5 separate regions of the Mus musculus genome follow, and regions 1, 2, 3 and 5 are each linked to region 4. Evidence: chromatin contacts called from public HiCAR-type, HiChIP or PLAC-seq and promoter capture Hi-C data. All regions are on one chromosome and are shown on one strand. The core of a region is the stretch at or near the end of the contact, and the rest is flanking DNA. Distances in the headings are between cores, read along the strand shown. Region 1 has its middle 44 kb from the start of Gm52893. Region 2 overlaps Capza2 (capping protein (actin filament) muscle Z-line, alpha 2). Region 3 overlaps St7 (suppression of tumorigenicity 7). Region 4 holds the start of Tes (testis derived transcript). Region 5 holds the start of Wnt2 (wingless-type MMTV integration site family, member 2).

Evidence for each region. Promoter capture Hi-C pulls out the DNA fragments that hold promoters and counts their contacts. HiCAR-type assays count read pairs that join an accessible place to other places. HiChIP or PLAC-seq counts read pairs in DNA pulled down with a chosen protein or histone mark.
Region 1: a contact with region 4 is called in an H3K4me3 HiChIP or PLAC-seq map of craniofacial prominence, with 6 times the contacts expected there. The contact joins the enhancer-like site here to the promoter of Tes in region 4. A contact is called at or near these places in 9 of 39 promoter capture datasets (the 3T3-L1 cell line, the C10 cell line, cranial neural crest and 5 more), 1 of 484 Hi-C or Micro-C datasets (bone marrow-derived macrophages), 17 of 115 datasets of contacts at active chromatin or transcription factors (the NIH/3T3 cell line, Th17 cells, bone marrow-derived dendritic cells and 12 more) and 4 of 9 other capture datasets (adipose tissue, embryonic stem cells, liver and 1 more).
Region 2: a HiCAR-type map of Th17 cells shows a contact between it and region 4, with 4 times the contacts expected there. The contact joins the enhancer-like site here to the promoter of Tes in region 4. A contact is called at or near these places in 7 of 39 promoter capture datasets (the HPC-7 cell line, cranial neural crest, embryonic stem cells and 4 more), 1 of 484 Hi-C or Micro-C datasets (effector CD8 T cells), 6 of 115 datasets of contacts at active chromatin or transcription factors (CD8 T cells, DN3 thymocytes, Th17 cells and 3 more) and 3 of 9 other capture datasets (embryonic stem cells, liver and macrophages).
Region 3: a contact with region 4 is called in an H3K4me3 HiChIP or PLAC-seq map of embryonic forebrain, with 7 times the contacts expected there. The contact joins the enhancer-like site here to the promoter of Tes in region 4. A contact is called at or near these places in 2 of 39 promoter capture datasets (the 3T3-L1 cell line and 3T3-L1-derived adipocytes), 3 of 115 datasets of contacts at active chromatin or transcription factors (embryonic forebrain, embryonic stem cells and stem cell-derived neural progenitor cells) and 1 of 9 other capture datasets (liver).
Region 5: a promoter capture Hi-C map of hematopoietic stem and progenitor cells shows a contact between it and region 4, with 2.3 times the contacts expected there. The contact joins the promoter of Wnt2 here to the promoter of Tes in region 4. A contact is called at or near these places in 2 of 39 promoter capture datasets (hematopoietic stem and progenitor cells and hippocampal neurons).

What each region holds. Positions count from the first base shown.
Region 1 is chr6:17,583,017-17,588,090 of GRCm38.p6, reverse strand. No RefSeq gene overlaps it. Among named protein-coding and RNA genes, the nearest start is that of Gm52893, 44 kb to the right of the region's middle. Within about 2 kb of position 3,785, at least 100 of the 459 cell types and tissues checked have an H3K27ac peak or open chromatin away from gene starts, as enhancers often do. A contact at or near this core is called in adipose tissue, craniofacial prominence, embryonic basal ganglia and 3 more, where this site is marked.
Region 2 is chr6:17,648,250-17,653,810 of GRCm38.p6, reverse strand. It overlaps Capza2 (capping protein (actin filament) muscle Z-line, alpha 2), which reads right to left. Exons shown (of 10, transcript NM_007604.3): 2 at 5,228-5,291; 3 at 3,757-3,808. Among named protein-coding and RNA genes, the nearest start is that of Capza2, 14 kb to the right of the region's middle. Within about 2 kb of position 1,535, at least 20 of the 459 cell types and tissues checked have an H3K27ac peak or open chromatin away from gene starts, as enhancers often do. A contact at or near this core is called in CD8 T cells and Th17 cells, where this site is marked.
Region 3 is chr6:17,815,560-17,821,008 of GRCm38.p6, reverse strand. St7 (suppression of tumorigenicity 7) reads right to left here. Exons shown (of 16, transcript NM_001289624.1): 2 at 1,677-1,759. It overlaps Gm52894 (a long non-coding RNA gene), which reads left to right. Exons shown (of 4, transcript XR_003956410.1): 4 at 62-931. Among named protein-coding and RNA genes, the nearest start is that of Gm52894, 23 kb to the left of the region's middle. Within about 2 kb of position 3,933, at least 50 of the 459 cell types and tissues checked have an H3K27ac peak or open chromatin away from gene starts, as enhancers often do. A contact at or near this core is called in embryonic forebrain, where this site is marked.
Region 4 is chr6:17,063,039-17,068,016 of GRCm38.p6, reverse strand. Tes (testis derived transcript) reads right to left here and starts at 2,868. Exons shown (of 7, transcript NM_207176.3): 1 at 2,704-2,868. The coding sequence starts at 2,730. Gm15473 (predicted gene 15473) reads left to right here and starts at 2,430. Exons shown (of 2, transcript NR_167659.1): 1 at 2,430-3,425.
Region 5 is chr6:18,027,492-18,032,773 of GRCm38.p6, reverse strand. Wnt2 (wingless-type MMTV integration site family, member 2) reads left to right here and starts at 2,329. Exons shown (of 5, transcript NM_023653.5): 1 at 2,329-2,569; 2 at 4,624-4,850. The coding sequence starts at 2,487.

The sequences.
Region 1 (5,074 bases), core at 2,536-5,035, 520 kb before region 4:
CTTCTAGCACGGAATTCTGGGGAATCTCTGTGTATAATCGCCACCATTTGTGTGATGTAGAAGATCAAACCTGGGCTTTCATGCACACTGGGCAAGCTGCCTGACACCTACATTATCATTAACCCTTGTTTTTCTTTTTTAGAAATGAAAGAGGACCTGCCGGCCTTTGTATTCCCTGCACTGTGTAACCGTAAGCCTGGAGGCACACAAATACGTTTGCAAATGTTAAATGTACCAACTTTGTACAGTCTGCAGCTTTATTAAGGGTCCTGGATGAATGATTGTGTCAGCGATCAGTAACTTTTTCTTTTGAAACAATCATTATCATTAAAGCAGGAAGATATTTTGATGGTATATTACAGGAAGAACACTGTTGATACTAGTCTGGCTCACACAATGTGAAAGACATTAATTGTATATTAACATTTTCTCCTTCCTCAACACAACCCTGGTTTTTATCCAGGTAGATTTGGGACAAGAAGAAAGGACTGCGCTTCTGACTTACCCCTAGTCCCTAGATGTAGACCCAAGACTATATTCTGGTCAAATAAGGTTTCAAGGCTCTTTAGGACGTTCTTGAACCATGCTGACCCAGTCTTTCCTCTTTGTTCCAGCAGCTCAGGAAGCCATCTGGACTATGAGATGACCTTGAGGATAGAAAACACATGTGGGGGTTTGCCTGTGATGGAAATAAAACCCCCAAAGCAGCAGGGTTGGCAAGTGGAGCTTAATGAAAGATGATGGGGCAAGGAAGGCTATGCCCTCACAAATGGATTGGAATGCATTATAGAGGGAGTGAGTTCATTATAGATGAACGTGTTTGGCCTCCTTTCTTTTTCTTGCCCTTTCTTTACCCTCCCACCACGGGATGCTGCATCAAGCAGGACCTTGCCAGATTCTGGTCCTCTTATCTCAGACTTCTCCAGAACCATTAACTAATACATTTTTTTGTCCCTTATAAATCACCCAGTCTTCCCTATTCTGTGAAGCGAAGATCCCACACATGGAGACAGTAAGGCAGAAAGATGGGAGTCTGCGTCACTGGCACACGTATCACCCCCTCCTTCATTTGACACCCTCTGGCCTTGTGTACTTGCATTGTTTCGGGTTTTCTGAGTGTATGTTTGGAACAGTTCCTGTTTTTTTTTTTTTTTTTTTTTTTTTTTAGGAACTTTCTCGATTTATAATAATGATCGCATAAGCTTATCGTCTGAGCATAGGCAGGGGTGCAGATGGTTAATGGGAAGCGGTAAACACAGGAGGAAGAATTTTCTTCTGTAGAAGAGATGACTGCTTCAGACATAATTTGCATCAGATTGGCAGTGGAAACCTTAGAATAATTTGAATGGAATAAAATACGTGAGAGGGACAGAAGAGTCCTGTCACTTGCAGTTACTTTTGTGCATTGTGACTTGATAGTGGATGGTCTTTGCTTACCCATTGCACTCAGTTGGGGTCGGTAAACCGAGCTGGAAGAAGTACAGTTTACTTCTACTTTGTAAACTCTTTAGGTGAGTAGTGGCTACATTCTTCTGCTTTTAGAGTTAACTCTATTAACACAGGGAGAGTCAAGAGGTTTAAAACATGAAAAACAATTAATTTAAGCATGCATATCTTTATTTAATCTTTCCAGATAATAGCCTTGTATTATTAGGCTGAACTAGGCAACTTTCTCAGCTCTGGACAGTGCCACAGAGCTGTGACCTTGGCTGCCTTGAGCATCTGTCCCTCAGCTCTCTGATTCGCAACACCAAATGCTGATACTGGCCTAATGGCAGACTGGTAGAAGTGCAATGGGACACGTGTCTCCTGGGGACAACAGACTCAGCAGGTTCACTCTGCTGAGCCTCTCTTCCTTAAAACAAAGCTTATTATTTAGAATACCCTCACCAAACCAAATTTGTCCATAGGCCACTGGTGAGTGGACAGCAGAGCGGGTCCAGGACCCCCGGGCCTGTACTGCTTTGAATCCTCCTGGGTTCGTTGTTAGTCCTTACTGATCAGCCAGGCCTCTGAGTACTCTGGTGTGAAAGGAAGAACAGTGTAAGTTAGGCAAGGTTAAAAACAAATGAGAAATAATTTCATTTGTGTTCCCTGTAAACAGTATTTACTGAACTTCACATATTTTACTTGAGTTGTTTTAATACTTGTCCAAATTATCACTTTGTTTTCCTATCACTTTGTATTGTTTCTATGTGGGAAGAACCATTTCCTTTTAAAAATAGTGTTATCTGTACCCTTATGAACCGGTTAATTTTCTTTCCAACGTTTTTCTTTGGGCCGTACGGATTTGACCCAACAGCGACCGCAATAACACGTTTCATCCAAAGAATGGAGCCTTTTTGGTTTTTTTTTTTTTTTTTTGTAACTTATAAAACCACCTCCTATAGTGTGAGAATGCTTGTTGTTTTTGGTAATATTTCATTTCCTCAGCAAGAATATTTTCTTCTGTTCTCCATTGTCATCAGACAAAAAAGATAAAACAATTAAATCAAGGAAACCTGGCAGGGTTGCTTTTGGAAAATAAAATGAAGTTTTGATTTAAACAAAGAGCAATGAATTGAACTGGAAAAACACGGCCCCGATTGAAGTTCAGCAGGCCTTTCATAAGCCCCCGAAACCATCTTCAGATAAGTGTTTATCTTTGAGAAAGGACGATTATTTGAGACCCAACTTTGGATGCTGAAAAGGACCAAAACCCTCCCACGAGGCCTGCTTGGGATTCCGTACACCTCCAGCCCCTGGCTCTCCCTGACTGTGTGCCACTCCTAGCTCTTAGCGCTTTGATTCCGAGTACAGAATCTTGCAGATATGAGCCTAGCAGCCACATAGAAGCAAGTGAAATCTTGGGGTTCGCTAGAAGGAATTTTATGAATTAGATGTCTTGTAAGGAGACTTTTGAAGAAAAGACATTATTGAGACAAGTGTAGCAATCATAACACAGGGGAACGGTGAAGCCCAGACACAGGGGATTGGTGAAGCCCAGACACAGGGGATCAGTGAAGCCCAGACACGGGGGAACGGTGAAGCCCAGATACCTGAACGGTGAAGCCCACCTATAGTCCGGACACACAGAATTATCCGATGCAGGATGACCCTTGAGCCTAGGACTGTAAAGCTGGCCTGAGCATCAGACAAAGACCCAAGCAATCAGCAAGTGATAATAATTTTACTGGATATTTAATATTTACAATCAAATCTGTGAGCTGTAATGAAGATCAAGGAAAATACAACGCAATATGCTTACATGACACAGAAAGCCACACAGGTTTGAGAAATTCCCCATATTAGTTTGATTTTTCTAAAATGATGAAGAAAGCCAGCGTCTGATTTCAAGATTTTTAACTTTATACAAAAGCAAAGCCAAACTCTTAACTTTAAAAAGATGTTTTTATTGGCATAACCCAATCATACACATTTTATTGTAACACTTTTATACATGAGCATAATGTATTTTGATTGTATTCACCTTTTGTCCCCTTTATTTTGTTATAATTATATTGATTATTATGTATTGTCATTATAGTTATTATTATATTTATTAATTGCAGGTAATTTTATGCTAGGGCCTTCTGTCTTGAATCTTCTTGGACTACAAAGCAGATTACAGATAACAATAAAAAAATTGAAAATGAGGGTTTCCAGTTTGGAGAATAAGGCGTAGAAAGATGCAGTGACTGATCTGGAAAAATCTGAATTCCTTATTGGGCATCGGTTCAAACCAAGTATGTATGATTCCAAAATGTGCCCAGGCAAATGAGTGTTCCCAGTGTTCCGTTCGGAACGAGAGGGAGGGGTGCTCACTCAGAGGTTGCTGGGCTCTGACTTACGACAGGATTAAGTCAGCAATATGATGGCAGAAGTTTCAAGTTTCTCCGTTTGGCTTCTTATGTAACAGACAAAATTAGGTTGGATGTGCTTGCACCACGGGGACAGCTGGGGTCAAGGAAAGTGACCACTAGAGCCAGCAATCCATCCCTGTAGTGTCGCCTGTACATGCTTAGTCCCGCCCCAGTCAGTGACGTCATCTGTGAGCCGTACTTCTGCAACAATCCCTCCCAGAACGCTGTCTGCAAGGAGGCAGCGAGTTATATTTATTACTCCAGCTTAAAAATCTTTTAAAACTCTTAAGCAGTTTGAAACTTCCATGGCAAAAGAGAACAAGAATTTTAGGAAAGTGTGACGCTTTGTAAACTTTCAGAAGTGAGCTTATTCTGTATTGGCAAATAGAAATAAGCAAGTCTGTTTTATGAGGACTTTAGGTATTTAAATACTTAAGTAAGTAATATAAAGAGTACTGGTCTGCAGCAGGGACCCTTAATGTCAAGTTCCTAGAGCAGATGTTCTCAACCTGTGGGTCACGATCCCTTCACGTAACTCACATACCAGATATCCCACAGAGCAGATATTTACTTTATGAATCATAACAGTAGCAAAATTACAGTTATATAGCAATGAAATAATTTTATAGTTGGGGGTCACCACGACGTGAGGAACTGTATTAAAGGGTGGCAGCATTGGGAAGGTTGGGAACCCCTGCTATAGAGGGAAGGGACAGCCACTTTTTTTTTTTTTTTTTTTTTACTTTTTATTAGGTATTTTCCTCATTTACATTTCCAATGCTATCCCAAAAGTCCCCCATACCCGCCCACCCACTCCCCTACCTGCCCACTCCCCCTTTTTGGCCCTGGCCTTCCCCTGTACTGGGGCATATAAAGTTTGCAAGTCCAATGGGCCTCTCTTTCCAGTGATGGCTGACTAGGCCATCTTTTGATACATATGCAGCTAGAGTCAAGAGCTCTGGGGTACTGGTTAGTTCATATTGTTGTTCCACCTATAGGGTTGCAGTTCCCTTTAGTTCCTTGGGTAATTTCTCTAGCTCCTCCATTGGGGGCCCTGTGATCCATCCATTAGCTGACTGTGAGCATCCACTTCTGTGTTTGTGAGACAGCTATATCTGGGTCCTTTCAGCAAAATCTTGCTAGTATATGCAATGGTGTCAGCGTTTGGAAGCTGATTATGGGATGGAACCCTGGATATGGCAGGCTCTAGATGGTCCATCCTTTTGACACAG
Region 2 (5,561 bases), core at 286-2,785, 590 kb before region 4:
AACAACTAGGTACCGTGATACTCAAGCAGTTCCTATTGTCAAAGGTCTTTTAGTTGAATACATAAGAGAATACACAGAGATTATCAAGTAGTAGCAAAAAATAGAAAGTAACATTTGAGAATTACTAACACATTTTCAAGGAATTAAACTATTCAGGCAAAAGAAAAAACACTCTAGTATAATTTCATGAATGTGATACTAAGAAAAAGAAAGTGGGAGATGGTTCAGGGGAGATGGCATAATGGGTTTTATTGAGCATGCATGAGGACCTACATTCAGATCTCTAGGAACCTAGTAAAAGACAGAGCACTGCATTTCTATAGCCCCAATGGTAGGGGAGAGAAGCAGGCTAATGCCAGGGTCAACTGGGCAGTAGGTCTAACTAAAGGTGCGAGCTTCAGTTTCAGCACAACACCCTGACTCAAAACATAAGGTGGAGAGCAAGAGAGACAGAGACCCCATGTCAATCTCAGGCTTCTGCACATGCACACATTTAAATGAATAAATGAACACACAAAAAAGAGAAAGCATTGGGAGGGAAGCGGGATAATGGGGGAAAAAGAATGTTTTAAATAGAAGGACCATAAAAGTGGTCCAATGTCACAGGAAGAACCAACCAGCTGCTCATCAGTATTTACTGAGTTGAACTGGAAGGTTTTTAAAAACTGTTTATTATCATTGTGCTTGAATGTGATGAGGCTTGTGAGGCTGTAAGTGTGGGGGTCATAGGACAGCTTTATAGAGCTGGTTCTCTCTGTCCCTGTACACGGGTTCAGGAGACTGGACTCGGGTCACTAGGCTTGCATTGCTGGGTAGCAAGTACCACTACCCACTAAGCTATCTCACCAAACCCTGAATGGTCTTGAAGACAGAATGAGTATTTTGAGAGGCAAGGCAGTTCTAGAGGTGTCTCTAAAGAATAGTGTGACAGTAGTACATACAATGAGTCATGCAGTGTGATGACTGGAAACAGAAAAGTGGCAAGACTATGATAAAAACCCACAGCAGAAACTCAGCTAATAGTGACGAGACAGACTCAAGAAGGTTTCTCTAATGAGTGAAGAATATACTTACTAGGTAATTATTTATATGTGTGTAGCAAAAACCCAATGTATGAAAAATTATATACAGAACAAAACTGTATTCTATTAAATTGATACCATTCTATGATATCTAGTAAACATTTTCCACTTAATAATAAAGTTTTATACTTTAAGACTATAATTATTACAATAATAATAATAAATATAAAGACACCAATATAAAATCAAATCACTAATGTTGAAATCACAAATCACAAATGTTGAAATTCCCAACCCAGCATTTTCAAAACGGATGTACATAGACACAGAAGTGCAGACAGGAAGGCAGAATAGCTACACACTTGACCTTTGTAACACATCAAGTGACTTTCCTAAGAACAACCTCAATGTGGTCAGACTGCCAGGAATTTGTATTTGCAATGCCCACAGAAGGTTCATGTTCCACACCTGATGTGGCTGAGGGAGGCTGTGGAAGTCTGAGGAAGTGAGGTCTTGCTGGTGGAAGGAGGTCACTGGGGCACGGCTTTGAAAGTTATACTCATCTCTGGTTCTGGTCTTGTTCTTGCTTCCTGATCCTTACAACAGTCTCAGCCACTTGTTCTTGCTACCATTACTTTCTTGCCATTTTTACTAGAACTCTCCAAAACCATGAGCTAAACTAAATCTTTTTTCCTTTAAGTTGCTTATATTAGGTATTTTATTACAGCAACATAAAAGTAACTAGTACACTCACCCTTAAATTATTTACTTCAAAGGTTTTATTTATAAATTGAAATGAATAGTATTCATTTTTTTTCTAGTAAAAGCTACACTTAAAAAACATAAATACTTAAAAGTGGCAATCTAGGTGGACCCAAAGCCTTTTTTACTGCCCATAGATAGTATCAAACCTCATGTATCTTTAACCTGGGAGGAGTAGAATAAGAAACTTGAAAAAACATAAAATAAATGAGACATGGCAAGCTTTATCTAAACCACTTAAATCAAGTTAAATGGTACAATACAGTGCAAAAGACTCTCAATAACGGAGCAGCCAGAATATGTAGGTTTTGCTCCAACCCTATCATTAGCCAGAATGGACCTTATTTACCTATAAAACCAGGTTTGTACTAAATGGCTTCTAAATCCCCTTCCAGTAAAAGCAGACTATTCAGCATTTAAGAATCAGCCAAAGGGGTTTGGTCAGTGAGATGGTTCAGTGGTAACTAGCACACACTGCACTTGCAACGAATGCAAGTTCAGGTTAAAACACCCATGCTGGATAGCTCACAACTGCCATTCCAGGAGAGTCACCATCCTCTCCTGCCTTCTGTAGATACCAGCACTCGTATGCACATATCCACAGGCAAGCAAACACAGAGACATAAGAAAAGAAAAGAAAACTCAATTAAAAAAAATAGAATAATTAAAGTGTTCTTTCTTTGGATTCTGAAGGCCTTTGATGTCTCTGGCATTCTATTTTGTATCAGATGGCCTGATACTGAACATGTCTGAATTTGAAGAAAAAAAAATTCTTAAGAGACTTACTGATTTCATTACAGTGAAACCTGTTATTCTTTTGTCTGCTGAATAAAAGAGTATTTGGAAATATTTCAGTGTTCTAGATTTTACACTATAGGCTCTTCAGTGAGTCTGAGTTTACTTTGAATCATACTAAGTTTTGGCTTTTAGTAAAGACGCATCAACTCAATCCATTCTAAAGAACAACGATAGTTCTGCTTTTCCCCTTACAAAAAGAGGGAAAGGGCGAGATTAGAAAAGATGCAGCCACAGCCACAGTCTAAGGGTGAAACAAAGGGAAAAGGTACACATGTAGGAAAGAGAGAGATGTTCATCAACAACTCAGTATAAAAGCACCTGAAGAGGAGCCCACATTTCTGGTCATTCATTTATTCCAGTGCACTGGTGATGAGGACTCTGTTTTGTGAAATCTCCTAAATGTAGGCTATCCAAGCTTCGGACAGCTTTATTATAGCGAGTAATAATCATTTCTTTTGAGGGAAAATTCAAGTTGAGATTTGAAAACGTGTGTGTTGTGTATGATGTAGACAATATGGATATCTATGTTCTTCTGTATGTGAGTGATATGCAGAGGTTAGATTACAACTTCAGGTACTCAGTCCTTGCTTTCTACCCGATTCAAGTAGGGCTTTATGACCAGAGCTCAGTAAAGCACACTACCTGGCCTGAAAACTTCTGGGGTCTGCTGTCTCCACCTCTCACTTCTCACCAGAGGAGCACTGGGACTGCAGATGTGTGCTGCACATCTGGCTGCTGTCTGGGTTCAGGATCTGAACTCTGACCCTCATGCTCCTGTGGCTCATGTTTACCCACTTTTTGTTCAAAAGTATTTCAGAAGACACCGAACCAGATTAATTCTAAAGCCAATCACTGGCTTAAAAGTAAATCTCTGCATTTCAATACCTTGACATCATTGAGTTCCAATGGTACCAAATGAACATTTAGTTTGAAAAACTATACAAAGAACATGAGTGATGCTATATAGTATATAAGACAGTGGCAAACGTAAAAGATAATTTCATTTCGCACTTGTCCCTAACTCCCCCTGTGATTTCTCAGTCTAATACATATGGCTGTCCAAACTTTAACTGTATTTCAGAAACTCTTATGCCACAGATTAGTGCTTCATTATCGCTTTTACAACCTCTTTTCTCTCCCAGTCACCTTAGCTATGGAGATATACAATACTTACTGTGCGGCTCCTTCCCTGAGAAGATTATCATTATTAAGCAATAATCGAACATCTGCAAAACAATATTTTTTATATATCACTTTTTTCTGTTTGAATACTGTAAGGAATATAGTTTGTTTTAGTTATACATTAATACCTCCCATACAAGCATGATCAAAATTTTCTAATGACCAAACTATCCATAAATATGCACCAAGGGACTACAGAGATGGCTCAGTGGCTAAGAGCACTGACTGCTCTTCTAGAGGTCCTGAGTTCAATTCCCAGCAACCACATGGTGGCTCAGTTTTGTAGATTTAGTTTATTGTTTGCATTAAGTTATTTGGGAATTTCATGAGAATCTCACGTGAGACACTGAAGGTCCCTGCCCCCAGGTGGTTCTGGTTGGTAAATAAAGTTGCTGGCAGCTAATGGCTGGGCAGGAAGACAAAGGCAGGACTTTAGGATTTACAGGCAAGGGGACCGAAGAAGCAGAATCACCATTGCCGGGAAGAGAAGATGCAGGCTTAAATGCTGTAGAAGACAGAGTATCAATCATTTAAGAGCCATGGAAGAGCAGCCCTAGGCCACCATTGGGTCTACGGTAGCAAATATGGAATATAGATTTTAGTAAGTAATAATTCAGATTCAGAAGTATTGGAGGGGAGGTGTTAACAATGTGGAAGTTTGGGAATGGCCCAACCATTGCACCGTTTAAGGCACATTAAATGTATGGTGTGTGTGTGTCTTTCAATCAAAAATCCAAAGCAGCAACAGCTCACAACCATATGTGATGGGATCCGATGTCCTCTTCTGGTGTGTCTGAAGACAGCTAAGTGCTGTCCATATAAATACAATAAAGAAAAAAAGAAAAAAATGTGCACCACAGTATTTTATAAATCTATTTTGGTTATGTAACATAAGAGGGAATTTAGAATAAAAGAGGTCAGTTAAATAGCTGCTGCAGGCAGATATATGCAGCATCTCTAAAGAACTAAGAACAAGCCACACCACAAAAATGGTCGGATACAATTTCCAGAAAACACTTAGGACTGTGTGTGCTTCTTAGTTTGACAACACATTCACTGATTTCCAATGAGTTTGCTCTGTAGAAAACAAATCATAACTTGGTCTGTGACCAGGGGCAAGGACAAGCTTTCTGTCCTTCCACACTCTTGCAAGGAGGGAACAGATAAATATTACCACCTTTACTGAATTTTGGTACTTTTCATATACTTAAAAATAAATAAAACAAGACAGTTCTTACAAGAAAGGATCAATACATCAAGTCTTGGTGTTACCCATCATGGGGGCTCAGGAGGGCTCAGATGGGAAGGTCCTTGCCCCGGTAGCCTGACAACCTGAGCTGGACCCTCAGAACACATGGTGGAAGGAGAAAACCAACCCATGCGACGTTGTCCTTTATACAATTGTCCACACACACACACACAAATAATAAAGTAATGTTTTTAAAGGTAGTTTAAAAACTTACCATTAAAAACCTCATTAAATTCTCCAGGAGGGGCGTGAATGATGAATTTTGCTGCTATACGAACCTAAGACAGAAATGAAGATATAAATATTACAAAGATATAAAATGACAAAAACCCCAATCAATATTACACAAATTTCAAAGTTCTACTGAAAATGATTTTAAAGTATATAACATCTCTACACTCAAATACAAGTTTGCTATTACTGTTTTAACCATTTAATATAGTTAAACTATACAGGCTAAAGGAAGGTAAAATATCTAATGTATTAATACAATCAAGAATTTAAAACTGTTTATAGGTAAATATTTTCTCACAACTTTACTTCTTTTA
Region 3 (5,449 bases), core at 2,684-5,183, 750 kb before region 4:
ATTAAAAATCATTTCATTTAATTGCTGTCTGGTTTTGCTAATGGTTTGTGTCACCCCACAGGTTCAGTTGGGAATCCTTGAGACTGCTGAACTCTCACTACAGCGGCTTTCAGACTGTCAGGTTTCGTGTTCTATTAAAATGTCCTCAGGTCTACAATCACCTCACCAAGGCTAAAGATGAATGTGGTATTGGTACAACTTATTTGCCAAGTATTTATAGTAAAACAACATCCCATGTTATCACCATGATTTCACAAGAGACATTTAACACTAAAAACCAGGTGGAAGTCAATGTTAGAATAAAATACCGTCCCTGGACAGAATAAGTTCATAACCAACCTGATGTTTTTATGAGCACCTGACTATAACAGTGCCCTCACTTTCTTCAAATTTCCTGAACAGAGAAGAGATGTCAGAGATGCATGTGTGGGCAGTGAATGTTTAAGAGGCTGCATGCTACAAACTACAACACCTCTCTTCCAGGGTGAGTTGTAATACAAGGCCTCTTGCCTTGGGTTGAAGTTTGCACTCAGCCCTGGGCTTTCTACATAGATTTTTCTTGGGATGGCTCCATAAGGGCAACTTTGCACATTTCACACAACCCATGTGAAGCAGACAGAACAAGCTGAGCCTAGAGATGCTCTCTCATCACAAAAGGATGCTCTGTCTCCACTCTGCCATTTTCTACTTCCATCTGTTTACAGAATCTGCCTTTCTCCATCTTATAAGCTCAGGCTTCTGAAATCTTTCATTACTCCTGGGAAAGGTATTCTCTTTGCTCGACATGTTTGTACCTATCTACCCTTAAATTTCTTTCAACTGATAATTCATTTTTAAGTAATAATAACACTATAATCTTTCACTTGTACCTATGTCTACAATAATTAGTAATCACAAGATTGTGGATGTGGAAAAAACCTTTTTAAAATGTCTCTCCTTTAAAGATTATTAAGTTATGTGGGAATGGCCTCATTGAGTTTAGACAGCCCCATAATGTTCACTACAGTGAATTATGATAGGTAATATGATCCTTTGTATCTATAGCTGTTATAGAATATAAGGTAATGAAGTTGTAAGATAAATTTTTTTTACCTATATGAATTTTTTTAAAGGGAGCAATAAAGAAGTGAATGTAAACACTGAGAGAGTAGAAGATGAAGGGAGAAAAATGTTGGGAATGCCACAAACCATACCAACACATGTAAAAATTATTCCTAATGATATTACATCTAATAATCCATTATACATGAAAAACAGTCTTAGTTGAACTAAGCCACTTTTATGAATCAGCAATATATATATCCATCTGCTCTCTAATTTTTGTCATGATGGGTGGGGATGGGGACTGAACCCAGGGTTTCATGAATATGAGGCAAGTTATTTACCACTGGGCTTTGGTTCCAACACATTTTATATGTTTAGTTACAACAATTTGGCCTAGAAGCATCTTCTCTGATTTCCCTCCAATAAAGAGTTGTTTTTCTTCCCATAAAAGGAAGGACTGCAGAAATATAACCTGGGTAAGTTCACCTCTTCTCTTTATCCCCATCCAACATGAAGACACAAAATGAATATTGAGAACTGCTGATATATATTCTCCCAGATTATTCCTTAAAAATAGTCACACTAACATAAATGCTAATAAGTTTTTAAATTAGAAGAAGTCCATCACTTACCAAAATAAGTCCCGATATTAGCGAGGAAGTGCCTGTCAGGGCCACGTAGAACTTTGGGGTTAACGTGTTCAAAAACATGCTCACTGGAAAAAAAAGAAAAAGGGAGAAGATTGAGAAAGGTACGACTATAATCACTAAAACTTTCTGTTTGTTTCTTAAGATTGTGTGTGTGTGTGTGTGTGTGTGTTATGTGTGTGCATGTAAGTATGTGATGTAGCCATCACACAGGTTTTAGAAACTGAACCCCTGCAAGAACATTGAATTCTCTTCACTACTGAGCCACCACTCTGGCACTCAGCTCATTTATTTTTATTCCTTGTGAAATCATTCATTCCTGATGACCAGAATTCCTAGAACGTTAGCAAAGTCCCACTGAAATGAAGAACTAGTAGACTGATTTAGAAAGGCAGATGTCAAGCTATACCCTAAATGCTAAAATACCTGACAGGGAAAGTACACTAGTGGCCTTACTGATAGAAGTATAACCAATGCTTTTCTGCTTGCATTTGAGGCCTGTTCCACAGAAAAGAATTTATGCCTAGTAATATTAACCAGTCAAAGACCTATGATTGAGGAAGGTGGAAGTCTTAGTTTACCTACTGTTATTATTTTGCTCAATGGAAATGTTCTCAAATTGCCTTCTTTAAAAAAAAAAGTTTGTACCAATAGATTAGTGCTATTCTCAACCTTAGTCAAAGAAACTTGTTTTTGCAGTAGATATCAAGCAATGCCGAGACTTATAACTGGCCAATGTGCTGAGAATAAATGACAATTGAGTGTTCAACCTTAAATCAGACATTTATTCTAACTTCAAAGTTCAGGGAACATCACAGAAGAAAGGGAGGAAGGAAAATAAGGACAAGTGCATGGGGGGGAGTGCTGTCACATGTTGTCTTCTGGATAGGACACAGTCATTGCACTCAGGAACTTACAGCTCTGATGCTTACCTGCACATGACCTACACAGACAAGCCAGTCAGTGTTCCTGTCTGGTGGGAGAGGGGATCATGAGGCTTCAAAACTAGTTGGGGTGCTACTAGCAATTGATGGCCCCTAAGGATGGGTCGGTGACATTTTCTTTGTGACATTCCAGAGGGAAGTTAGACTATTAGGGCCTCCATAAGATCTGGCTGTAGGCAAGCCTGGTAGAACATTTCCTTAATCACTGGTTGATTCTGCAGGGCCCATCTAATTGTGGGTGGTGCTACCCCTGGGCTGGTGGTCCTGGGTTCTGTGAGTACAGCTTACTGATTTGTTCCACACATGGCTTGCTCAGCCTCCAGGTTCCTGCCATGTTTGAGTTCCTATCTTGGCTTCCTTCAGTGATAAGGAAGAATAAGCCAAATCAACCCTTAACTCTCCCAAGTTGCTTTGCTTATGTTGTTTCTTCACAGCAGTAGTAACCCTAATAAGAAAGGCAGAGCTCTTGGTCTCTTGCCTTCTTGCTCTGGGTCTGTCTCCTCGCCCTTTCCCCATTCCCTCCCCCTCCTCCACATGCTCATGGCCGGCCTCTACTCCTCTACTCCTCTCCTCTCCTCTCCTCTCCTTGCCTTTCTCTGCCTCTACTACCCTCTTAAATCCCCTCCCTATGCCCTGAATAAACTCTATTCTATTCTAAAAAAAAAAAAAAAAAAAAAACACAACAACAACAACAACAGGCAGCAATGTGGATTCAAGCAAGTCACCAGTACAGTAGTATGAAAAATGAAAACCGACATGAGCAGTTGATAATGCTGTCTAACTGCAGGATGCCCAAAGTAAGTGCTAAGGAAATCCAAACCTGTACCAAGATCATCTTTCTTGGCCATTCATAAATAAAAGGTAACTCCTGTTGCCATTAGCATGATGAGATGCAAGTCTCGAAAATCTGCTAAAATGGCAGCTTAGGAGATGCTTTAAAAAAAATCTGGGAATAAAATATCTCCATAATATATCTGTAAATGGTCTTTTCTTTCTAGGTTTATTTTATACACATAGCATTTGTATCACCTTACAAAAGCAGTTTTCATCCAGTCAGCTCAGTTAGGATTGAAAGCACAAAAGGAGCCCCTCCCTGCAGCCTCTGCCCCTCCTTCTCCCTGCTCTCCTGCCCTCCTTGTGCTGGGTCTCAAGCTTTCTGCATCACAGTCCTCTGGAGAAATGCTATGACATTTATCTTTGTGAGGGAGAAGCAGGGAGACTTATTTTTAGACGCATTGCTAAGGTAAGAACCCCTCATAAATCATCCTGTCTACTCTTCCTCAGCCCTTGATGCTGCCCTGGCAGCTGTACAGGGATCCTGTTTCTGCTTTACAGAGCAGCCAGCTCCATGGGGGAGCTGGGTTGGATGCATTTCTTTCTCAGCTGCGGTCTGGAGAAGTATTGTTGGAGTGTGCTATATTAGTAGGAACAACGCAGCCCTAGGTTTTCATGCCACCTTCTCCCATGCTAGGGAGAGGCCATCTGACAGCTTTTCCTGTCATCAGGAAGGACTGCCCAAAGCCCTAATAACCCTAAAGACAAGTGAAACAGGGTCTCAGATGGTGGGTTTCCTCTCACCTACAGATAGGTACTGTGAAGACCAGCATCCCGATGGAAACCTTCACAAAAGCTTGGATATTTCAGATCAGATACTTATGGTCTGTTTCAATGTAAGTTTGAAGAAGATTTTTTAAAGTTAAATTTAAATATAGCAAAAGTAAGTCTCTAATGCCTGGGACTTTGTATTTTCTCCTCCTCGTTCTCCTCCTCCCTGTTCTCTCTCTTTGTGGTCTGTGTATGTTTTCCAAGGTTTCACATGCAGGGTGAGATGCATGTTGGGTAGGTTCAATGGTTATTTGCTTGATAAGCCAAGAATTTTCCTAGATATCATAAGATACTATGCCTAGAGGGGTGGCTATATAGAACCCTTAAAAGTAGTCATTTTGGAGGAAAGGAAGGGGGAAATGATATAACTATATTACAAACTCAAAACTAAAAGACAAATTTTTAAGAAAGAAGTTAGTCACTTGGGATAATGATTTACCATACTAAACTCCAAAGATACTTTTCTTGTGAAAGCAATTTCCATGCAAAGCTTTTCAAAATACATTGTGTGTACTTGTTAAACAGAATGTCTTTAACATATTTCAATCTTTCATCAGTAGTTCTACCAAAAGACACAAACTATAGTACTGTCAGCATGTATCAATGTATTCTGAAGCTGACTTTATTCAGAAATAAACACAATTTTCTTCCAAAACTAAGTAATATAGCGCAGAAGTACTCTTCAAATCTTTTCATGTTCTTTTATAATTTGGTGTGCTAAGCTAGTAGTAACTATTATTTTTCATTCCTTGCCTTCTCTCATGTGTTTTCTCTCCTTCATGATGTGCTATTTAAAAGTCTGTAGTAAATTCAAAGGCAGATAATCAGTTGTGGCTCAATGAACTACCTATGTCCAGTGTGTATCAGGCACTGTATAAAGTGTTGAGGAGTCAAACAGGTCAGCATATAATTCTTGTCTTTAAGGAACTCTGGGTAATTTTGAGAAGCAGACATGGGAACAATATAATAGGCTATCATGATTCTGAGTGCTACTGAGGTACTCTTTACTTAGCTCTGGCTAGGGTGGGAGAAAATGTGCATCAATGTGCTCCTTTGAGAAAGCTTCAAAAATAGTGTTGCAAAGCATATGCACTAGAATCATGCAAAATAAGAGCTGAGATTGACAGCCAAAATTAAAGGGTCTTTGGTAATCCTTTGAGGCTCTTTCCTGTGCAATCTATGCATTGGCTTTTTTCTCGTTTAATGCTT
Region 4 (4,978 bases), core at 1,619-4,118:
CAATAGTAAAGCCCACATAGGCCACTGGAAGGTAAAGACTGACCTCTTTCATTCTTTTCACAGGACATGTTAATGGAAAATAAATAATATTTTCCATCTGCCTGGGAAAAAGTCCTTCTGAAATCAACAATACAATGTAAGGGCTTTGGAAGGGGGAAATACCGCATATCCCAAGCTACAAGTCAAACTGATTTTTATTTAAATGCATCTATATTCCCATCTCCACACTGCCTTTGCTGTCAACTGTACATTCAAATCATGGCTTTTCTTGAGTCCTTGAGAAGACTCTGAAACAATTCAGATTCGAAATCCAGGGGAAAAAGCCTTGGAGGTGAGTCAGAAAGTCTTGGAATATTTCTTTAAGTGTGTTAGAGAGCAACTTAGAAGTAAAGCAATCCCTAAATACATATTTCTTTTGAGATTATGGTTTAATGTGCTCCCAGAGTCTTCACACTACTAGGGAAGTACTAGGGAACTTCTTATACAACCCACTGAAAAAATAGCTTAGGAAGGTAAATGAAGAACATGACTGGTGTCAGATGTGTCGCTGTTGGGTTTCTTAATCATTTACTGATAGAGGACCCTTCTGAGAATCACCAGACGTGACAGTGTCATAAAATAAGCATTTATTAACAGTATTGCATGTTCTTTAAATTTCTGAAATCTTTCTTTTCTTGAGGTGGGATGGAAAGCTACAAGCTTACAGATACGGTAAAGGCACTTGGTTGAAAAAGATATCCTTTTAAAGTAAAGGTGTAAGGGACTGCTATGCCACATTTGAAAGGATTTATTCATTATAAACAAGACTTCAGAAAACTGCTTGTAAATATCTGCACATTTTTTTTAAACCCTTGTAAACCATGTAATTCTTTGTTGTTGTTGTTGTTGTTGTTGTTTGAGACAGGGTTTCTCTGTATAGCCCTGGCTGTCCTGGAACTCACTTTGTAGACCAGGCTGGCCTCGAACTCAGAAATCTGCCTGCCTCTGCCCCCCCCACCCCCCCACCCCCCCAGTGCTGGGACTAAAGGCGTGTGCCACCACGCCCAGCTCGAAACCTCGAAATTCTTAAGTTTGGACTTTTTTCTGAAAATTATTGTCTCTTGTCTCAAAGATTGTGTTTTGTTTTGATTAGAGAACTTAAAAAAAAGGTTTTTAGGTTCACAGCAAAGCTGAGCAGAGGCATGAAGCTTCCCCCATGGTCTTTGACAACACATGTCCAGCCTGGCCCCCTCACGATCTACAACACCAGGGTTCGGAGGCGGTCATTTAAGAGACACAGCGGCTTATCGCTGTTTCCCAAGTTCAGGTTCCTCACTACAGTTCACTTTTGTTATCCTACATTCTGTGCCGTTTGACAAAGGTATGAGTAAGATATATCCACCAAGATAGTATCCTGCATAATAGCGTCATTACCTTAACAATCCTCTCATTTGCTTATTCATCCTTCCCTCCCTTCAAGGACAGCATTTCCAAACAAAGACAACCTATCATTTGGGACAAACACCTAAAGACGTTCTTATATAAAAACTCAGTAAGTTCAGTGTGTGTTCATCAACAGAAGACTACACAGCACATCCGCTGCTTTCTAAGTGGCAAGCACAGGTAACCAAAACACACGTTAAAAGAATAAATATCAAACAGGAAGAGACTAGAAAGAATCTTCTATTTCCTGTTCTTCCCTTCCCTTCTGAGTGTTGATTTTAATCAGAAGAGACCAAGGAACTGTTTCCTAGGTTCAAATTTTTATTTATCAACAGCTTCCTAAACCTCATACCATATATTTGCATACGATTTGAAACCTTCAATTCTGGCACAAAATAGAAATTCCCTTTTAGAAGATGAACCTGCAACTGCAAAGCCGCAGAAGAAAGTTTCCTCAACTTGGCTTTCTTACTGTGCACAACTTCCTTCCTTATTTGAAAAATGACCAACTAACTTAAATTCACTTGAAAGAAAACAGGCGCAATTCCCGAGAACAAGACCTTTAAGGTCGAAAGTTACAATAGAATGTGACGTCAGCATTCTTTTGAGTCATAGTCTGGTCCCCACCTCTTTCTCCCAGGCGACCTGAGAGACCTAATCTCGGAGCTCCTCAGGTAGGGCCTTTATAGCCTGGACACCAGGAGCAGCCAGGAGGGTGCTCCGCAGGCGGGGCCGCTGAGCACCTGCAATGACCGCTGTTTGTGCCTGGCTGCCAAACGGCATTTTCTTTTGAGAATTAACTCCGCAAGAAGGAGACAGTGTTTTGGCACTCAAGCCATAAGTGAAACACATACACATCCCCCAAAAGTCATCACTTCAGAAGTTATCAGCAGGCGCGGGTGTGAAGGAAGTGTCACCAGTCAGCAGCCACTTTAGAGCGCCTGGGGCAGCCAGACTGCAGGGGAGGAGGATGTCAAAGCCACATCACTGAATCACACAGGCTCCCCAGAGCGCTGCTTCCCCAGGCAGGAAGCGGTGTCAGCCACCACCTCGCCTAAGACTTCGCCCAGGGCTTGGGGGAAGGCGTGGCCGAAAGGTTTTCCGAAAAGTTTCAGGCGCAGAGACAGCGAGTTGCAGGGTCCCGCTCCGCAGCGACAGTCACCCAAGGGATCGGGGTCCGGGGAGTCATCCTCCAGCCGCACCCACCGGGTCTGGTCCCGGAACCCGGACCAGCTCCCGCGCTCAGGTGAGGCGACCACGCCCGTCGCCCGCCCCACTCACCTTCTTCATTTTGGTTTCCAGGTCCATACTGGGCGTCGGAGGGGCTCAGTCCCGCGTCCGCGATCTCCGCTGCGGGAACTCCGGCGCCGCTGCCGCTGCTACTCAGCATGGGCACTCGAACTTCCGCAGCCCGGTTCGGCAGCGGCTGGGACCTGGAACAAAGAGGCCCTGGCAGCCAATGGCAGCGGGGCAGTGCCGGGTAGCGGCCAATCAGCGCGCGCCGCACGCACCTTCGCAGCCAGAGCGTGCCGCTAGCAAGGTGAGGGGCGGGGCCGCGAGGGGCGGGGCCCTGCGGAGTTCCCTGGGCGCACCGACTTAGTTTCTTCAAAGCCTTGCACCCACTGGACTTCTGTGGGGCCATCCTTTCCTCCAGCTGAAGAGCAGACCCATACCTTTACATTTCGGTAGTTGTACTTGTGTGTCCGAGGACTTTTCAAGCAGGCCAAGAGGAGTGAGTGACCCTCCCAGTACCAACTTCTTGGCTGATTTCAGAGACAAAAAGAAGTCATGGAGCTCCTTGGGCATCCCAGAGATGAGCACGGGCCCTGGTTTCACTATTGAATGGTGGAGATGTCCATTTCTCCAATGCTTTCTCTAGAGTCCTGTGCACTTCCAAGGAAGCTTCTCTCACATCGTTGATGCCCATCAAGACTACCACTATATTGTTTTGTGAGCACTCAACACTAAAAAGCAACGGGAGGCTCACAGCAACTACTGCAGAAGTAAGTGGTGTCCTTGTTTGGGAAACAGGGTTCCCTTTTTGGACCTACTAAGTGGGAAAAAGGCGAGCTGCTCTTGCTTCTCGTGAAGTCTAGTTTCAAACTGCGGTCTCACAGAAGCCTGGGCCACCAAGAACCCATTCTATCTTTTCTTTCAATAGCTATTGCGGAAAGAACCTCATCTTGGATTGTTGGGGCGTGGAGGACCCTAGGGATTAATTTACTTCATACATCTTGCAAGGATCTGTAGGCCCCGAAGTACAGGCACCTCTCAGATACAACATATTGGGAACAGAGCTTGAGTCCCAGTAAATTGGGGGGACAGGGGGTGTGAGTTAATTATGCATCTATGTGTGAGCATGCCTACTTTTGAGAGCAGGTTCACTTAGAGCCCAGAATAAGTAGAATCTTCTGAGGTTGGAGTTCCAGGCCGCCGTGAGGCCCCTGCCTTGGGGGATGGGAACTGAAATCAAGTCCTCTGCAAGAGCAGCAGGAGCTTTTAACAACAGAACCATCTCTCTAGCCCGAAGTAATTTTATTCAGTTCCTACTACATAGAAATTGTTGATGGCTAGGTATCTGGTGATCTCCTAGTCCAGCGTCTACATATGCATATGTATATATGTTTTCCTCTATATGCACGTGATATTAAAAATAAAATCTCCATATAATGCAGATACTTGGGTCGAGATGTTTCATTTTACGTCTGGACATTTGGTAACTAAAGCACTTCAAAATACACTTTAGCCAACACTTTATATACTGTTGTACTTGATAACTTGTTAATACTGCTTAACAGAGCATTGGTTTAACATGTGTATGTTTTCAGTATCCAGCTAACAATGATCAAAATAGCTTGTTATAGTTTTTGCTTTACATTAAATTGGAATAAAGTATTCTAAGGCATTTTCCCAAATCACCCCACAGACTTGGGTCTACAGAGTCTGCCCAGTGTGGGTGTTAATGCACTCTGATGAGATCTGGTAACATTTCTGCTTTTCCAGAAAGCTTAACAGAGAGATGTCCCGGAAATCTGTCTAAAATAGCCATAAAGCAAATGTTGTGACATAAGCCTGGGGCCCTTTGTTTGTGAAAGAGAAGAGATGACACCAAGAAAAATGATATGGAAGTGTTAGTGTTTGGGTTTTTGTGTGTTTTGTTTTGTTTTTCCATCAATTTTTGTCTTCCTCCTTTTCTTCCTTGCAAGCCTTCCCAATATTGGAATTCAGTGGTTTCTAACTGGAGTTTCCATCTTGCCGATTATAGATTATTGCCAACCATTTGTGGATAATTTATAGAAATTGAAACAGGGTAGATCAATGTTAGGAGAACTGGACTGAAATCTTTTATCAAGTGGTTAAGTGTTAGACAGCAGAGGTGTCAGGAGCTAGAACTTGCCCAGTTTGATGACTGGAGTCAATGATAGATGAGTAGACAGATGCAGGCATTTCTGGTGTCATCATCTCTGGTAGATTTAGGGGGAAAAGGAATCTATGGGACAGGGCAGAGTTTTATATAGCTGTGCATTTGTCACTGCAGATATGGACAGGTAACAGG
Region 5 (5,282 bases), core at 1,080-3,579, 970 kb before region 4:
GCTTAAGAGACCCGAGGCGGGAGCCTCTCAGTGGGAAGAGATGCTGTATGGGACTATGTAATGGGTCATCAGTGGCTAGGGGTGGAGTAGGGAGAGAAGTGGAATCACAGATCTGGAAGAGACCAGTCATCTGGTTCAGACTGCCTCCAGACAGGTCAGAAGGGGTGTTTGGGTGGGCCTTTTTGCACATCTGGGTTTAGCCTTTCTTGAACTTTTTTAGCCTTTTGCCTTTGACCAAAACTGATCTGTACTCAGCAAGGCATGTGGCGCTTCCTCGTGAAGCTCTTTGGGGAGGATTTAATTGGCTCTAAGAATGGTCCATCCCTTTTCTAGGAGGCCTGTTTCAGGTTTAGGTCATTCCATTGGCCTCACCATCCACGGAAGGGCAGGTCTCCTGGCCATATAATTCCCTGGGCGGAGAGGAAGGGATCCTAAACTATGGTCACACTCTATGTGTTTCTAACAGCCCTTGAGCTGTGAGGACAGGACGTGCTGGAACGGGTGGGACTTGTGAGCTGGAGTTTCAAAGTTTTCATTGTCCACGGTTGAAGCCTGTAACCTGTCTACCTTCCCCTAAAATCGCATCTAGTGCCTGGTTTCAGTTACTGCTAGAAGTGAAACTTCAGGACTTCAACAAACTTAGAATGGCGGCAGCGGGTGAAGATAAATTTTAGCTCTTTCCTCTGCTTCCTTCGGGAAGAAGCTGGTGACCATAAATTGAGGTGCAGGAGGTAATGCTGTTGGGAGCGATCCCGGCCCTCCCCAGTCAGCGCGCGCTCCTTCTCAGAGCCTAGCTCACCCCCTCCCTCGCCCAGCGAAGACGAAGCAGAACTTCCCCTGGGTCGCAGCCCAGTGATATGGAGCAGCTCTGGCGCGGAGCCCTGCTCTTCCCGAGTCGTGGGTGGCGCGGTGCTTGTTTCCCTCTCCTCCCTTTCCGGACCCAAAAGGGGATGTATCTGGGTCAGCCTGGGAGGGGCCGGACCTGCCATGGACAGAGAGGGGGAAGGGGGTGGCGATGACAGCATCTTTCAGGTTTTTGGCATCTGTGGGCTGTGCCTCGTCCAGCCTCTCACCGCTTGCTTGCTCGGTGCTGGGCCATAGCTGACGTTCTGGCGAATCCTGGCCCAAGAGGTGGAAGATGCGGATGGGGTGGGGAGTACCGTTATCCTTCCTATCCGCGTGCCTGCTCGATATACAATGACCATACAACCCCTTCATACTCCCCATTCCCCCGGGCACGCTCCTGGGTAGTGGTGGTGGCGGTGGGGCCCCCGCCCCAGGAAAAGAGCAATGGAACAGTTCAAGGTCGCTGTAAGTTCCTGGTCTGTCCTTTCCGGTGATAAACCACAAGGCTTCAAGCCAGTTGCTGTTCAAGATGCTCCACCCTTGGGCCCAAGCCCCATCTCTACTCTGTAGGGACCCAGGTCCGAGGTCCCGCGTCACTGTATTTTCACTGTACTTCAGCCAGACGCACAGGTTGGACACCCTGCCTGGAGAGATGCAGTCCAAGCCAGGGAGCAGATAGATACCTGGCTGCCTAGGAGCCCCTCTGTCATCTATTGCACTCCCTCAACAGCATAAGGAGGAGCTGTGTGTGCGTAAAAGCCACATCTTCCCAAGGGCGCTTAGACTGAAACTGTTGCTTGAGATCTCCTGGGTCCCAGCCCCTCTCCCCTACTCCCTTCATGTATGGCACACAGGATCGGGGCCATAGGTCTTCATTTTCGGGGCCTAGGCTTTCCTTCTCAACCTGGTCAGACACTGGGTGGTCAGACATGGCAGGTCCCAATTCCCATGAGTATCTATCTCCCAGTGCTCAAAGCAATGAGTTGGAAATCATTTTTGTTTTCTTTTATCCTATGGGCAATTATCTCCTCACCCCTCCCATCCCTTACACACGATCTTGCTCGAACCTCAGTTTAGCAGAAACTCTTAGCCTTGACAAAGTGGAGCCTAGGTTCTGGTGGTGGCCCTAACATACTGTGTATCATTGGCTAGGAACTTCCCAAAAGGTGCTTTTGCCTCTATGTTGCTCCGGGCCACTCCGAGGTTTGTTCACCTCCTCTGCCCCTCCTCACCCGGAGATAGCTCTTGCCATCGTTTCTTCCACTCCTCAATAAAACCCAGTGCCCCCTACGCCCCCGCCCGGCGTAGGCGCCCCCTTCTTTAGCTGCGCCTGGAGGGGAACGGAAAGGACAGGGTGCGCGGGAGGCAAGCAGAGCTCGGGGCTGCCTGCGCTCGCAGTGCTTGGGGAATTGGCTGTGGGCGAGGCGGCCCCGGGCTGCCCTTTATCGCTCGCTGGGCTCGTCTTTTGAAACTTTATCAGTGAGTCTCACCACTAGCCGCAGACGCGAGCGGCGGGGGGGCGGGGGCGCAGAGGCGCCGGCAGCCGTGACGAGGCGCTCCCGGAGCTGAGCGCTTCTGCTCCGGGCACGCATGGCGCCCGCACACGGAGTCTGACCTGATGTAGACGCAAGGGGGTTAATATGAACGTCCCTCTCGGTGGAATCTGGCTCTGGCTCCCTCTGCTCTTGACCTGGCTCACCCCTGAGGTCAGCTCTTCATGGTGGTAAGTCCCCGCATATGGGCGCGGTGCTGATGGATTTTTGGAGATGGGAGTGGGGACCCTACTGGTCGTAGAGACCCTCCCTGGCTGATTCCCAGTCCCGGCAGTTGTGGATTCTGAAACAACCATGTCTTAGCACAGCATCCTAAGCTGAACCCCTTTGCTTTTCTCAAAAACCCATTTTAGCTTTGACAACTCCAAAACAATTCACATGCCCCACAAATGAGGGATTTAATGTTCGCTTGTTTGGAGCCAGCTGAGTGACAGCAAAAGCAGCCAATACCTTATTCCACTGAGAAATGTGCTAGCCTGAGCTGTAACTTCTAGCAGTGTGTGTGTGTGTGTGTGTGTGTGTGTGTGTGTGTGTGTGTGTGAATTCACCTTGAAAACTACAACTGCCTCCCCCCACACCCACGACTTCAAAAACTGCCTCAAGAGAGCTCAGTCCAGGCTGTTGGAGTTGTAGAACCTTAAGCCTGTGATTTTGTATTCTTTCCTGGCCTTCCGCATTCCTCGTGCTTCACCCTAGTGAAGCAGCCTCCAGGTAGAGACTATTGCCTAGATGCAAAACTACTGGGACTGAGGTGCCCATTATGCTACCCTGCTCAAAACTGTCTCCCTAAAGTGTAACTGCTGCTGTCTCAATAGGCGGATATGTGATTTACTATGCGTACACTCTGCCAATCTAGAAATCGCCTCCATCTCTCAACTTTCTGACCTGGAAAAGAGATGGAGTTCTGAGCTCTGAAACTTTCTTGTACATAAAGTTCCAGATCAGATATTAAAGTATTCTGATAACAATTCAGAAAGATTGGCCACACACACACACACACATACACACACGCTCGCGCGCGCGTGCTTTTGTGTTTGACAACGGTAAGGATCTTAACCAAATACAGTACAGGACAAAATCAATGGACTATTTAGATTCCAGAATGCCTGAGAGGAACAGGGAAGCACTGATGGTAAGAGGGGGTGGGGGGTCAGCTCCTTTCTAAGATCTTTGAACATGAAGGCCTTTAGGCTTCACCTTGCTGACACAGGATCAAAGACTGATTTATCAGACTGATCATTTTTTTCAATAAAATGATTATTTCTGTTTCCATGTGTGTATAAACATTATTTACCGCTGGGCATTTTGTCACACTGTCTCTCAGCTGTCACTTAAATATATTTTTTTGAGTCACAGCTGCAATGATTTTATGATTATATAAAATAATGGGAATGCAAAAAAAAGATATATTCCTTATTTGGCCACTTTCAAAAGATACCTATGGCAACTTGGGTTGTATAAAAGGTGCCTTTCTAAACCTCTCACCACGAATGGAGAACATCTGCCTAGAGATGATAATGTGATTTTTTTTGTTAAAGTTTCTTTTCAAAAAATACTTTATGGAGCTATAATGCTGATTTTTTTTCAAATATTTAGTGCTGGTGATAACAATAGAAAAGATATTTTCTCCCCAAAAGTTTCTATAAATGCCAAAAAAAAAAGAGCCAGAAAAGGAAACCATTTTGAGGATTTTTTTTTTAATATGGAAAAGATATTATGTTTGTAAGAAGACTGTAGCATTAGATCCCAGCAGGTGCTAAGAGGATACATGCTGGCAGGTTTTGAAGACATTTAGGATCAACAAATGGGAGTGAGGAACTTCTAAAGATCAGCTTCCCCCAAAGCCAAAGACAGACATATGGCAACGTCTTTGAAATTCTCTCTGTGTTCTCCCTAACACAGAGAGATGTGTTGCCCCACCCCCTTCAAGCCCCCATCTTCACAATGCTACTGCCTCTGCCTCCCTGTCCAAGGCTTCATTTGGTGGCCCCAGCTCTGGGAGATAATCATCCACTGTATTGGAGGGTAGCTTTGACCCCGTCATTGGCCGTGCTCCCCTTGCCTGTTTCTTCACTGAATGACAATCAAATAACCCCTGCCTTTTAATGTTACCAGGGAATAAGCAATTCATCCTCAAATAGTGCTGCAGGGCTAGTCTCCCAGGGAGCATCACGTCTGGCCTGTCTGTTAACATCAACTTTGCCTTCCTGTTGGTCTCTTCCAGGTACATGAGAGCTACAGGTGGCTCCTCCAGGGTGATGTGTGACAATGTGCCAGGCCTGGTGAGCCGGCAGCGTCAGCTGTGCCACCGACACCCAGATGTGATGCGTGCCATTGGCCTGGGTGTGGCTGAGTGGACTGCAGAGTGCCAACACCAGTTCCGCCAGCATCGCTGGAACTGCAACACCCTGGACAGAGATCACAGCCTCTTTGGCCGGGTCCTCCTCCGAAGTGAGTCTCCTTCTCCTGGCCCTCCCTGCACCTGTACTCAAAGCCCCCCCCCCTCCCCGCTCATTCTTAATGGCACTCTGTTCAGTATTTTCCATAGAATGTAAATTCCACAAGGGCAGGGACTAGCCTGTACTATTTGCACTCTGATTGGTGCCCGTGTGTTGTAGGTCCCATTCATTTGTTACGAAGACTGACTAGGTAAACTTGTAGTGAGAACCTATTATTGTTTTTCCAGCTACATTTTAGGCAATAAAAATATTTATGAAAGAGGACTAACGATTTTAAATATGGAGATTTCTACTTCTCTTGGAGACTTAACATTTTCTTAATTAGGTAGTTAAGAGTCATTAAGTGTCTGGATATCAAAAGAAAATCAAAGCTAGTGATCTATTAGCATATAATCGAGAAATGAATTAAAATCAGTTTTTACTT